Linked DNA regions of Mus musculus: region 2 is linked to region 1. A link is a contact called in public targeted proximity ligation data. All regions are on one chromosome and are shown on one strand. The core of a region is the stretch at or near the end of the contact, and the rest is flanking DNA. Distances in the headings are between cores, read along the strand shown.

Region 1 (4,462 bases), core at 738-3,237:
TTCTGATCCTTGGCATCTTCCATCTAAGTCTTTTTCCCTTTCTGATATCTGCTGAAGATTAGTATATGTAGCTTCTAACTGACACTGGCAATCTGGGATCATCATCCAGGACTCTTACAGCATCTCTACCAGTTTCTTCTTTCTATGTTAACTCTTACAGCATCTCTACCTGTAACTAACTTCTGTATCGCAGTTTCCCCTTCCTCCTGTCCTCCAAGTCTCTCTTTCTCCTAAGAATAAAGAAGACCTATGAATATCAGCCTACACTGGTACATTAAGTTGCAGAAGTTGCTTGTTTCTTTCTTTTAAAATATATTTGAGTACTTCTGCATGTACACTTGCATGCCAAAAGAGGTCATCAAATCCCATTATAGATAGTTGTGAGCCTCTTTGTGGTTACAGGGAATTGAACTATGGACCTTTAAAAGATCAGCCAGTGCCCCTAACTGCTGAGCCAGCTCTCTAGCCCTCCTGTCTCCTGTCTGCTTCTTCTTCTTTTTTTTTTTCGAGACAGGGTTTCTCTGTGTAGCCCTGGCTGACCTGGAACTCACTCTGTAGACCAGGCTGGCCTCAAACTCAGAAATCCACCTGCCTCTGCCTCCCAAGTGCTGGGATTAAGGGCGTGCGCCATCACTGCCCAGCTTGAAGCTCTAGTTTTTATCACTAGCAACTTGTACATTGCCAAATCAGCAGGCATTTTGCTTTCCTCCAGTTGGACCCTCAGTAGCATCTGTAGCTCCTTTTCCTATAAAGGCAGCCATCTTGCCTCCTCTTCTCCCTTGTCTGCTTCCTCCCACTGCCCATATTTGAGTCAGTTGTTTGCAAGTGGTGTGAAAGTTATGTGAAATGTTAGCATTTTTGGTTTGGGGATGGGGGTGGGTGGGTTTAGAAACCAAAGTTGCCTAAACATAGTAGTCTTATCAGGGACTAGGATGTGTATGTTGCACCCAGCTTGTTTTCTAAATGAAATAGAGTAGGAAAAAAAACAGGAAACATTATGTTGTTGTGAGGGTGAGCGTTGATTGATGTGTATACTGTTTGGTTGTGTTTGTTAATGGGTAAATGCTAATTTTAGGAACTTTTTCTTTCCGTTAATATTGTATACATGAATATTGTATATCTATGTATTTATTTGTATTTGTATTTTTTGTATTTATTTTTGTGGGTGATTTGCTTGCAAGTGCCCCATGTGCGTGCCTAGTGCCCTCAGAGGTCAGAAGAGACTATTAAATCTGAAACGAGTTAGATTGTGAGTGATGTGGGTCCTGGGAATCAAACCGATGTCTTATGCAAGAACAAGTGCTGTTAACCTTGGAGTCATCTTCACTCCTTATATAATGTATCTCAATCACATAATCTCACTATATAATGTATCTCAATCCCCTTATTCCTCTTCCACTCCTCCAGACCCCACCTAACATGTGTCCTCTTTAAGAAAAACAACTCCTAGAGTCCAGTCCAGTTAGTACTGCCAGCATGCACATAGATGTGGGCCATCTATTAGAACATGGCAACCAGCCAGGGCCACATACTTAGAAAATTGACTCTCCCTTCCACAGAAACCATTAACTGCCAATAACTGCTAAAACAACCCCTCAGGTAGAAGTGGTACCATGTAACAACCACTGCCCTCCGCTCTGGAATGTTGACTGGCTTGATTTTGTGCAGGTCTTAATGTAGAAAACCATAGGTGCCGTGAGCTCTCAAGTGTAACAGCCAGGCCACGTCATGAAGACAGCTTGTTGGAGTGTTCCTGCTCATCTCCTGGCTAGTACACTCTTTCCACTTCCCCTTCCTTGATATTACCTGGGCCCTCAGGGCTCTTACTGTTGTGATTGCTTCAAGACCATTGCTGTAGAGAGGGAGTTCTCAGAATAAGTCAGTTTCTCTTTTGCTCTGATAGTTTGCTCGGTGTATAAGGTTTCAGTGTATATTGCTTCACGTGTTCCTGTCTGTCCCATAGACTGCTCCTGACTGTCCTGGTTGCCCAATTGAGCAACCACTCTCTTACTTCCTTGACTGCTCCAGACTTCCTCCATCAGAACTCAGCTCATTTGCACCCTGCACTTTTGGGTCTCAGTCAGTTCAGTGTTGTCCGGAAATCACTGCCCTTTCATAACCTGTCTCTCACAACCCACCTTCTGTCCCTTCATGGCCTTGACTCCTTCTGTAGTTCTGTTTAGTCATTTTGTGTTTTGAATGAATGAATGAATGAATGATTAAGTTTTATATCTGAAACTAAAGTAAGGTATTGATTTCTCCAAAAAGGTAGCACTAGCCTGTGACTGGCCCAGTGGATGATATGGAGTTTTGGGCTGGGGGCCACGCCCTGTTTGTTCTGATTACTGTTCTCTTGCTTCACATAGCCACCACAGAGAGCATCAGGGGCTTGAAATTGCTTATATCTCTGTCTGGGCCCCACATGTGTGTGCAGGTTAATGGGCTCTGCAAGAGTCTAGGTAGGATATTAATCCAGGTACCAGTGCCAGTCCTGCCATGCACATAGGCAGGAACTGATAGACTTACAGAACTTTAAAATCTAACATGTGAGGTCAAGTATTGTGTTGCCTGCCTGCAATATGTAACTAGAGAAACTGATGCAGGAGGTGCAGGGAGATTGGAAATTTAAGAGTAGCTTGGACAATAATGCAAAGGCTTTGTCTCAAAAACCAACCAGAAAAGGCTGGCAAGATGGCTCAGCGAGTAAAGTCAACTCACCACTAAGCCCAACCCTCTGAGTTCAATCCCCAGTGCCCCAGATGGGAAGAGAATACCAACTCCTGAAAGTTGTCCTCTGACCCCCATATTGTGGCATGTAGGCAGCCACAAACATGCACATTCTCTTTCTCTTCTCTCGTGTCTCTTCTTCTCTCTCTAATTTTTTTCTTTTTATGTGGATAGTGCTTGCATATTGTGTACAAACCCTGGATTCTATCAGCAAGCATGGTGGTTCACACTTTAATCCCAGCAGGAAGGAAGATCAGAAGTTCAGGGCTAGCTATAACAAGTTCAAGGTCAACAAGTGCTACATAAGACTGCCACAAGGAAAAGAAAAGTACAAAATTTAACATTTCCGACAAAGTTGAACCCTCATGGTCATTGTAATAACTCTGCAGTGTGGGAAGCTGGAAAAGAGATTTTAATCATAACAAAAGTCTGGATTTTTAAACAAAAGAAGCTTAGAAATGATTATACTGAAAGTTAGAATGTGGGTGTGGGGGAGGGGGAGTTCTGCAGATGACATAGAGCTACAGGGAGCCATACCTGGGAGATTGCCTACTCCAGGATCCTCTTGTTCAGTTATGGTCAGGCTCTGCTTGCTTTTGCAGTTTCCACTGTAGGAGGCGCCGAGGAGACTGCTCCCAGCCTACAGGGGAGAGGACTACAGCAGAGGACACCTTGAGGGCCTTCGCTTGAGCTCCCCTGAGAGTCTCTGCAGTATCGGGCTTCAGGTCAGACAGGGCTGCAGTAACTGTCCCTCCTAAACCAATGTGTTACGAGGGTTAGTTGAGCAATAAGAACATTTCATCTGCTGAACCTCTAGGTGTTGTCAAAAAGATACAAGTCCATGCGATACCCAATTCCTTATAGTCTGAACAAATTAATAATATCTATTGTCAAATATACACACTTGCAATACAGATTGAGCCTCACAGGGTATAATTAGACTAATATGGGGATTATACAAGATTACAGTTAGGCTGTAATTGTAGGGATTAGGAACAAGCACTTGTCCACACAGAAGGGGAAGTGACTGACTTATGATTTTGTGTGCTTTGACGGCTTTGTCTTGTCAGCTGTGGCATTCTGCCATTGCATAATGAGCTCGTCTTCAGTTTCTGAATTCAGTTTTTGTCCGTTTGTTTGTTTTTTAAGCCTTCAGAGCTGAGGACCCAACACAGGAACCTCAGCTTCTTAGGCAAATGCTCTAACAATGAGCTAAATTCCCAAACCCCGAGTTTTGTAATGTGGATGCTTTAAGCATGATTACCTGGGATTGTTTTCACCCATAGCATATTTTATAACAAAAGGTGATCAAATCTCTGAGTTTGAGGCCAGCCTGGTCTACAGAGCAAGTTCCAGGGCTACATAAAGAAACCCTGCCTCTTAAAAACAAACAAAAACAAATACAAACAAAAACAAACTAAAGAGCGATCAGAATCACCTGAAAGCTGGGAAGAAGGGGGAAAGTTGTGATTTTAGGAGGGACACGCACGCGCATGTGCACACACACATCCTTGTTGGTGTGGGATTGGGGCCAAGTGAGACACTTGACAGGTCTGGCTCCCTGAGTCTGAGAGAGCCTGTAAGGTAATAGGAGAGAACTGACGCCCAAGAGTTACCCACTGACTTCCACATGGGCTCTGTGGCATAGAACTGCCTGCCTGTAGAAAATAAAGTTGTGAAATTTAAGATGGTGTCTGAGCTAGGACCTAAGACAATAAATGAACAAGGCTCTGTG
Region 2 (4,462 bases), core at 1,274-3,773, 55 kb after region 1:
GGAAAGGAGCTAGAACAGCCCCCAGGATGGGAGTCGGGGCTCGCAGGTATGAGCTGCCACGGACCATTTCCGCTTTTTCTTCCTGTGAGGGATATTGATTACTGTTCTAAGAATTTAAAAACATGAAATGCAGCAGGGTGTTGGTGGTGCACGCCTTTCATCACCACACTTGGGAGGCAGAGGCAGGCGGATTTCTGAGTTCAATGCCAGCCTGGTCTACAGAGTGAGTTCTAGGACAGCCAGGGCTACACAGAGAAACCCTGCCTCGAAAAACTAAACCAAACCAATAAAAAAAACCCCAAAGCATGAAACATTATTGTAGAGAAGGCATTGGGAAAGTGTGTGGGTTATACTGCTCAGTACTGGGGTCTCACCTCAAATTGTCATGGTCTAACTAGAGGTGGCAGAGATAGAAGCCTTGTCAAGTTCTCTGCTCTGCAAATCATAGTAGATGTCTACCCAGGGGACCTCCCTCACCTGACACATTTTTTACAGTCCACCTAAGTTTATGTATGTACATGTGTGTACAAATGCCACCTCATGCTATGGAGGTCAGAAGACAGCCCACAGAAATCGCTCTCTTCTTCCACTATGCAGTGCTCTAGGATTGAACTCGGGCAGTCAAATTAAGCAGAAAGCATTTCTACTAGTTGAGCCATGTCTTTGGCCCCAATTTCTGTTCTTAAATCAGTGGCTGACTGGGAAAAGGGCACAGATATTAAGGACATGATACTGGCCTCTGCTCTGGTACACAGAGACCTCAGCCAATGTGATTGAAGGGTGCATTCCTGAGAGGGGTGGGGCTTCTTTTGGGTGCTTCCTCTCAGCCTCTGTCAGAGCATTCACATATCGCAAACCTCACATATCACACACACAAACACACTACACACCATGCACACAATACACTATACACATATACCATACATACCACAAATGTTACATGTAAAATAAACATACATATACATACATATACACAATACACATATCACACATACATACACACATCACACACACATACATTACACACAAATACATACCACATACACTACATATCAAGCGCGCACACACACACATAGACACATCACACACAGAGACATATACACACTCATAGACACATCAGACACACACCACACACACAGTCACATCACACACACACACACACACACAGGCACACCACACACATAGGTACATCACACACACACATAGGTACATCACACACACACAGACACATCTCACACACACTCACACACACCCACACATACCCACACATACCCACACACACATACCACCTTGCCCTTTCCACTCAGTGCCCACTGAGCCCACTCCCTGTGGTACACCCCTCCCTATTCCAGCTGCTCTCTTCTCATTACGCCTCACCTGACCCCTCTATCCTATAGGATTGCATCCTCTCGGGGTCTCAAAGTCTACTGCCATTCCCAACAATATGATCACTCAGCCACAGGCTCACCACGGCTACCACATGAGACTGTAAACACTGGTGTCCACTCTGCAGCCACACAGCTTCAGAGCTTCCTAGTGTCCACTGTGTCCCTCCTGTCCTGTGTCTTCCATGCCCCAGATGATGGCACCACCCTCTCTCTGTTCTTTCACTTTTATTTTTGAGACAGTATCTCATGTATTCACTTCAAATTTCAAACTTGAGATGTAGCAAGATGACTCTTTGAATACCAGGTCTCTTTTCTCCACTTCTTGTATGCTGGACTTACAGGTGTGCACAGCCATGACCACCCCAGGATCACCCCAGGACTCTGCTCATGACAGGAAGCACCTGACCAACTGCACTACATTCCGCCTTTGCTCCCTTCATAGAGCCAACAAAAGCCCACCTTCTGCTTCACCACACATACAAAAGTCACACACAAACCAAAAACATATACAGACATGCCACACAGACAAACCATACCACATACACACACTAACCACACATTACAGACTGCATACATACACGTACACCACACACATACTACATACACCATACATACACACTGTACACACACATAAAACAAGCACACAACACACATACACACACAAACCACACTACACACATTGCACACACATACACATACACCACACACATCACATTCACATACTATATACACCGTACAGCCGGGAGTGGTGGCGCACGCCTTTAATCCCAGCACTCGGGAGGCAGAGGCAGACGGATTTCTGAGTTCGAGGCCAGCCTGGTCTACAAAGTGAGCTCCAGGACAGCCAGGGCTATACAGAGAAACCCTGTCTCAAAAAAACAAACAAACAAAAAATTATATACACCACACACAAATAAACCACAGCACATAAAAACCACACACACACACACACACACACCACACTACAGACTGCACACACATACACCACACACACATAAACAAAAATCACACACGCATGCACACACATGCACCACATATATACCACACACACATACCGCGCGCACACACACACACCATGGACAGTATTAGGAGGAGGCGGCCCACACTAGACGGGGTGGGGCCTACTAGACAGGGCGGTCTTTGATGAAGGAAGTCCCAACCAGCTGCTGGTGCCCAGAACTGCAAGCCCTTGATCTGGATCTGGTCATGGAGGTGGAGCCTCCGCTCTACCCTGTGGCCGGGGCCGCGGGTCCTCAAGGGGATGAAGACCGGCACGGAGTTCCTGATGGGCCAGAGGCTCCCGTGAGCAGGGCAGGGAAACACAATGGGACACCGGACCGACTGCCCCGCGGGGCACCCGGGGGGGGGGGGGGAAGGTCCCTGGGATGGGAGGCCCCCTGTACCCTAGGATGAGGGGCGGGGCTCCAGACTGGGGACCAGGGTCTCAGAGTAGGAACACACTCTGGAATAGGGGATGGGGCTCTGAGTGGAAAGCTGGAACCCGGAGTGGGGAGCAGGGATTTAGAGAAGAGACCAGGACTCCGGGTCAGGGGGACAGAGATCCAGAATTGTGGACTGACACCCCGAGTGGGGTGCGGGGGCCCTGGGATGGGGACTAGGACCCTGGATGGGAAACCTGAGTTCCTGGAAGCCGGGATAGGGTCTGGAGTCCGACCGGGGAGCCAACATGTGATTAGTGATTGGCCCGCAGTTGGACGAACTCGTGGGTGCGTACCCCAACTACAATGAGGAGGAGGAAGAGCGCCGCTACTACCGCCGCAAGCGCCTCGGAGTGGTCAAGAACGTGCTGGCGGCCAGCACGGGTGTCACCCTTACTTACGGCGTCTACCTGGGTAGGGAGGACACACTAACCCTGCTAGCCCTCTGCTTCCCCTCCCCCTCCACTCCCGAGCTTGGAAAGAGAAACCTTGCGGCTAGCTGGCCTCCTTCCCCTTTCACTTCCCGGGTCACATCTGCTGTTGCTGTGGCGTGCACTTGGGACTGGGAGGCGGGGTGTGCCACAAGCCAGTGTGCCCCCAACCCAGCCAGAGACTCGGTGCGGGAGGCTGGGAACGGGAGTCTTGTTCTTATCCTGGTCCTGATGAATACAGGAAAGGGTCGCTTAGGTGACTCGGCGCCCTGCCAGCCTTGCCGTGAGCTTGTTTAGTTGTTCTGAGCCAGACTGATTAGAGCTCTCTACGATGCTCCCTGTCCCCAGGCCTCCTGCAGATGCAACTGATCCTGCACTATGATGAGACCTACAGAGAGGTGAAGTATGGCAACATGGGGCTGCCGGACATCGATAGCAAGATGCTGATGGGTATCAACGTGACGCCTATCGCTGCCCTGCTCTACACACCTGTGCTCATCAGGTGCCAAACTTCTGTTTCCGCGCCCCCCCCCGACTTTGTGGGGTACAGAGACTGTTGGATCATAAGGCCACCTGCTGCCCTCCTATTTTGGACTGAGGCGAACTGCAGAGAGGCCTTGCTTGTTTGGAAGAGTGAGAAGGAAAAGGGGAAATCCCAGCTATAGAGGAGGAACCAAGAGATCCCCCATCCCCCCTCCCCCCATCTGCACATTTGGTTTCATGGGGACTCTGGCATCCTACCAGACAAACTGTGACTTCCTGGGCTACAGCCTTGAAACCCCCAGCACAGCCCAGGTTCTCAGCCCAGTGAGCCATGACTATGTTGAAAAAAAAAAGGTCTCACAGAAAAGGTCTTAGCTGCAGAGGCTCAGGTTGGTCAGGCTGGAGCTCTAGGGCACATATGGTTCAACCTCCAGGCCATTGCAGAAATGTTCCCCAGCCTGATGAGACTCCTGAAATGGGTAGATTGGGGAGGAAGGGTTTATTTCACATGATAGTCCATCATCCAGGGAAGTCAGGGCAGGAACTCAACCAGGTAGGAACTTGGAGGCAGGAGTGGATGCAGAAGCCATGGAGGAATGCTGCTTACTGGCTTGCTCAGCCTGCTTTCGTATAGAACCCAGGTCTACCACCCCAGAGGTGGCACCACCTAAGTGGTCCCCCCGCCCCCCATCCAGAAGCAATCTAGAAAATTCATCATAGG

What was found.
Region 2: a contact with region 1 is called in a targeted proximity ligation map of microglia, with 3 times the contacts expected there. A contact is called at or near these places in 8 of 39 promoter capture datasets (the C10 cell line, embryonic stem cells, hematopoietic stem and progenitor cells and 5 more), 16 of 484 Hi-C or Micro-C datasets (B cells, CD4 T cells, DN3 thymocytes and 9 more), 10 of 130 datasets of targeted methods (the HPC-7 cell line, the NIH/3T3 cell line, the SCID.adh cell line and 6 more) and 3 of 9 other capture datasets (adipose tissue, liver and pancreatic islet).

What each region holds. Positions count from the first base shown.
Region 1 is chr19:3,878,669-3,883,130 of GRCm38.p6, forward strand. The region is part of intron 3 of Chka (choline kinase alpha); the gene reads left to right. Among named protein-coding and RNA genes, the nearest start is that of Tcirg1, 26 kb to the right of the region's middle.
Region 2 is chr19:3,932,663-3,937,124 of GRCm38.p6, forward strand. It overlaps Unc93b1 (unc-93 homolog B1, TLR signaling regulator), which reads left to right and starts at 2,524. Exons shown (of 11, transcript NM_019449.2): 1 at 2,524-2,690; 2 at 3,100-3,241; 3 at 3,607-3,760. The coding sequence starts at 2,532.